Linked DNA regions of Nomascus leucogenys: region 2 is linked to region 1. The links are chromatin contacts, called in public Hi-C maps. All regions are on one chromosome and are shown on one strand. Each heading gives the region's core, a stretch centred on a gene start, on an enhancer-like site or on the middle of the called end of the contact. The rest is flanking DNA. Distances are from core to core; before and after follow the strand shown. Region 1 has its middle 13 kb from the start of SPINK4. Region 2 has its middle 4.4 kb from the start of SMU1.

The links. Hi-C and Micro-C count contacts between places; a contact is called where the count stands out from the background.
Region 2: a contact with region 1 is called in a Hi-C map of a lymphoblastoid cell line, with 6 times the contacts expected there. The contact joins two enhancer-like sites. A contact is called at or near these places in 2 of 4 Hi-C or Micro-C datasets (a lymphoblastoid cell line and an unstated tissue).

Annotation. Positions count from the first base shown.
Region 1 is chr8:81,544,086-81,546,785 of Asia_NLE_v1, forward strand. No RefSeq gene overlaps it. Among named protein-coding and RNA genes, the nearest start is that of SPINK4, 13 kb to the left of the region's middle. Within about 2 kb of position 1,351, the one cell type or tissue checked has an H3K27ac peak away from gene starts, as active enhancers do. A contact at or near this core is called in a lymphoblastoid cell line, where this site is marked.
Region 2 is chr8:81,691,519-81,694,218 of Asia_NLE_v1, forward strand. No RefSeq gene overlaps it. Among named protein-coding and RNA genes, the nearest start is that of SMU1, 4.4 kb to the right of the region's middle. Within about 2 kb of position 1,388, the one cell type or tissue checked has an H3K27ac peak away from gene starts, as active enhancers do. A contact at or near this core is called in a lymphoblastoid cell line, where this site is marked.

The sequences.
Region 1 (2,700 bases), core at 101-2,600:
TATGTTACCTCACATGACAGATGATTCTGCATCTGTGATCAAAGGAAGGATCCTGAAATGGGGAGGTTATCCTGGGTTACTGGGGTGAGCTTGGGCCATAAGGTTCTAATAAGAGGGAGGTGGGAGAGTCAGAGAAGGAGCTGTGATGAGGAAAGCAGAGGGGGGGTGATGCAGGCCTGGATCCCAGGGATAGAGGCAGCCCCAAGAAGCTGGCAAGGGCAAGGGACATTTTCTTCCCTAGGGCCTGCAGAGGGAGAGCAAGCCTGTGCACCATTTCAGACTCTGACCCCCGAGTGGAACAGAATGCATTAATGTTGTTTGAAGCCTCTGCATTTGTGGTAATTTGTGACTGCAGCTATGGGGTGCGAATCCACAAGTTCTGTGACCTCAAGCAAATTCCTTAACCGGAGAACCCACATTCCCTTATGGGGTGAGGGTGCCGTGGCTCATGCCTATAATCCCAGCATTTTTGGGAGGCTGAAGTGAGAGGATTGCTCGATCCCAGGAGTTTGTGATCAGCCTGGGCAATATAGCGAGATCTCGTCTTCACAAAAAATTTTAAAATTAGCTAGTCATGGTAGCACACACCTATAGTCCCAGGTACTTGGGAGGCTGAGATGGGAGGATCAATTGAGCCTGGAGGTCGAGGCTGCAGTGAGCACCACTGCACTTCTGCCTGGCCTACAGAGTGAGACCCTGTCTCAAAAATGACAACAACAACAACAACAATAATAATGCCTACCTTGAAGTGTTGTATTAAAAAGTGTATATTAGGGCTGGGTGCAGTGGCTCATACCTGTAATCTTAGCACTTTGGGAGGCCAAGGCGGGCATATCACTTGAGGTCAGGAGTTCGAAACCAGCCTAGACAACATAGTGAAACCTCGTCTCTACTAAAAATACACACACACACACACACACACACAAATTAGCCTGGCATGGTGGCTGGCGCCTGTAATCCCAGCTACTCAGGAGGCTGAGGCAGGAGAATCACTTGAACTCCGGAAGGGGAGGTTGCAGTGAGCCGAGACTGCATCACTGCACTCTAGCCTGGGTGACAGAGTAAGACTCTGTCTCAAAAAAAAAAAAAAAAAAAAATTAAACGCTTGGCTCATAACAAAACTTAATACACAATGCTGTTATGAAAATGAGGAAGAGAGAGGCGAGGAGAAGCAGAAAGAGGAAGAGGGAAGAGAGAAGTTGGGTGGTGAAGCTACAGCCAGCCCCATGTTCTGGGCAGCCCCAGGCAATGCGGGGCGCATGGAAACCTGCCCATCTCTTCACCTGGCTTTCATTCATTTTGACTTCAGGACACTCTTATCCCCCTTAGAAGGGTCAGGGCCAACCTCTACTAATAGAACTCTGTGAAAGCTTTCCCTACTGAATGAAGAACTGCAGTTAAAAACAGGTATAAGAGCCTGCCCCAGTATATGCCTCTGGCACTCCTGTGGCTCCACGCCACCAATGCACAGCAGCAGATTTGTCTTTCCGCCTTTTTAACTTTCCAGGCTTGACCAACAGTAGCCTATGCGGAAATGTGCAAGTCACAAGCTGAATCCTTCTTTTGTGAAGGAATTGAGCTGGTGACCTGAGAGAGCTGGTGTGTGTGTGTGTGTGTGATTTCCAATTGCCTCCAGTTTCTCCACATTCTCAACATTTTAACATTCTAGTGAGTGTAAAGTGATATCTCATTGTGGTTTTAGCTTGCATTTTCCTGAAAACTAATAATGGTGGGCACTTTTTCATGTACTATATAGCTACTTACGTATCTTCGAATGTTGATTCAAGACTTTTTGCCTATTTAGATAAGTTGGGTTGTTCATCTTTCTATTGCTGATATAAATTCATTGTTGGTGGATGTGTAAAATGATACAACTTATTTGGAGAATTGTTTTTGGCAATTAAAAAAATTACACATCCATCTATGCTATGACCTTGCAATTCCATCCACAGTAAATAAAAAGCATATGTCTACACAAAGCCTTATTTGTAAATATTCATAGAAGCTTTATTTGTATTAGGCAAAAGGTGGAAATGATCCAAATGTCAGTCAGTTGGTGCATAGATAGACCAACTGGAATACAGCTATGCAATGGAATACCACCTGGCAATAAAAATGAATTAACACTTGATACGTGCTACAACATGACTGAATCTCAAAAACATTATGATTCCTGAAAGAAGGCAAACACAAAAGAGTATGCATTGTATAATTCTGTATAATTCCACATATGTAAGTTCTACAACAGGGGAAGCTAATTGTAGTGACAGAGGAGGATCAGTTGTTGCTTTCAGGGTTGGGCGTAGGGAGAGTAGGAGGGAACCTTCTGGGGCAGTGGAAATACTCTCTATATTATTTAGAGTGGGGATTACACTGGGGTATACACTTGTCGAAAAATCATCAAATTAAGATCTGTGCATTTCATTGTATGTAAATGTTATCTTGTTAAAAACAAAACTGAATTATGCCACAAATTTGAAGTGCTACCACCAGGTGGCACTGATGCGTAATTTCCAAGAGTTCAACTGTAAAGTTTATGCAGTGACTAAGACTCATAAATCATTCTATTTGCGAGTGTTCTCAAAAGCATGTGGCATTGTTTTGTGGGTATTTTTCATTTCAAAAAATAGTATTGTGCTGGAGGCCTCCTTCTGTTCCTTTCTTCTTTTTTCCGCCATTCAGCATTGTGGAGTTTTGGCG
Region 2 (2,700 bases), core at 138-2,637, 150 kb after region 1:
GTAGCTGCTGGCACTCTTGCGGCCTGGCCCTGTAGATTCTGTTTGTACAGATGCCAGATCAAAAGTGTGCTAAGGGAAGCCTCTGGAACCACAAATGCTAACAAGTCACGGTGTGGAAAACAGGCCTCCCATTTGAGCCCCAGCCTTGAGGGAGGAACCCTTTCTGTGTAAATAAAGGAGATGCTGGCTACACACACCATAGCGGCTTTGCATCACAGAGGCTGAACTAGCCAGTGAGACATGGACAGGGATTTCAGGGGTCAAGACAAAGTGGACTACTGGAGACCAGCCAGCTTCCAGCTGGTGGAGCATGAGCAGGGTACAAGCCCATCTGTGAGAGCAGTATCACACTAAAGAGAGGAGTTCCTCACTCCAAAACGGACCAGTTTTAGATTTTATTTTGACTTATAGTATTTATTTTCTTATTGTGGTAAGACACACAAATAATAGAAAGGCTTTGACATCTTAATATATAATAATAGGCCAGGTACGATGGCTCACACCTGCAATCCCAGCACTTTGGGAAGCTGAGGAGGGAGAATGGCTTGAGGCCAGAAGTTCAAGACCAGCCTGGGCAACATAGCAAGACGCTATCTCTACAACAACAACAACAACAACAACAAACTCTTACTTAGTGCTCACTACATGCCAGGCACTGTTGTGTTTTGTATGTATTAACTCATTTAACTCTCATAATTTAAAATTCATGTTCTGCAAAAAGCACATAGAATTATGTGATTTTTTTCTCTGCTTTGCCTTATTATATCCTGTTAGATGAAACTGGTCTGGTTTAATAGAAAATAAAACCAACCTTTTGCCCCATTTTGGCACTCAAATATTGACTTTCTCTTCTACAGTACTTCCTTTACCCTCAGGACCAAGAATCTCTCTCCCCTCCACCTCTTTTCCTTAACCAGTTAGACATTTGGAGGCCAGGTTTACAATGGTAGTTTTTCTGTGACTGTCCTGCCCTCTGCTGGATTTAAGAGATAGATTGCTGATACATGGACTTAAGGGAGGGGGCCCATTTACCGGAAAGTGGGGTGGATCAGGAGACCGGATTTCCCTCTGGGTTACTTTTGTTCACTAGAAATTTGGTCTAGGAGGTTGTGATCCAGCCTGTGAGTATGCGGTGGAAAGATTTTTGGTGAATACAACTGCCTGGTTTAGGGTTTAGAAGTTGTCTGTGTGTGTGCCTGCTTGTTTCTTTATTTATATATGGATGGAGAGATGTGAGAGACCTCATTTGTCTAGTGTTAAAAACAAAATTTCCTATACAAATTGATCTTTAGGAATTGGCAAAATTTATCAACCATGAGCAAGAGATCAGCAAGGTGACAAAAGCTATACTTTTGGGTATGGGAAAAGCATGGAAATGGATGGATTGTTGGAATACAGAAGACTTACATAAGCAACCAGTTCAGGAAGGAAAAAAATCCTCCCCAACTAGGTAAAGATTGTAATTTCTTATACAAAAACGTCATATTCCACTTTCTTATTACAGAATAAACATGAATAAGGAGCGTTTGCAATGCCAGCAGCATCGACTGTCAATCAGGGGTTAAAAATCCAATATATCGAAGAAGCAAAGGATAGGTATACATCTGTGGCTGCTTGCTAGTCATGATAAAGTTTCATTTCTCAAGAATGATGCCCATGATCACATTGACGTGAATGCATAAACCACAGGCACAGCAGCAAATAACAAGTTCTGACTTGAAACAGGCTACTTGGCACCAGGGATTATCTCAAGCAGCATGTGATGCAGACAGAGCATAGTTTACACTCCCCACCCTCCACTGCCCCGCGTTTTCTTTCTTTTTTATTTTTATTTTTATCTTTTGAGACAGAGTCTCACTGTCATCCAGGCTAAAGTGCAATGGTGCAATCTCGGCTCAGGGCAACCTCCGCTTTCCGGGCTCAAGCGAATCTCCTTCCTTAGCCTCCCGAGTAGCTGGGATTACAGGCATGTGCCACCATGCCCAGCTAATTTTTGTATTTTTAGTAGAGATGGGGGGTTTCACCATATTGGCCAGGCTGGTCTTGAACTCTTGACCTCAGGTGATCTGCTCACGTTGGCCTCCCAAAGTGCTGGGATTACAGTCGTGAGCCACTGTGCCTAGCCTATTTTTATTTTATTATGATGATTTTTTTCTTTAGAGACAGGGTCTCACTTTGTCTCCCAGGCTGGAGTGCAGTGGTGCGATCATGGCTCACTGCAGCCTCAAACTACTGGGCTCAAGTCAATCCCCCCGCCTCAGCCTCCCAAGTTGCTGGAACTACGGGCGTGTGCCACCATGCCAGGCTAATTCTTCTGTAAAGAAGGGGTCTCTTGCTATGTTGTCCAGCCTTGTCTTGAGCTCCTGGTCTCAAGCAATTTTCCCACCTTGGCTTCTTAAAGTACTGGGATTATAGGTGTGAGCCACCACACCTGGCCAATATGTGATATTTTTTAGAGAAAAATTGATCAATTTAATTGTACCTATAATTGACTGAATAAAAGGAAACTGAAGTGAAACCAAAAGAATTGTTGAACTTATGTAAATGTTTCTTTATCACAAAATATATTATTTTCTAAAAGATCTCTCCAAGGTTAAAAAAGGAGAGTACGAAAAGTATTAAGGGATTGGAGTCGTTATTTTGGAACAATGTCTAATAGGCATCTCTTTAACATGTTCTCAATACTATTAGGCTCAAGGA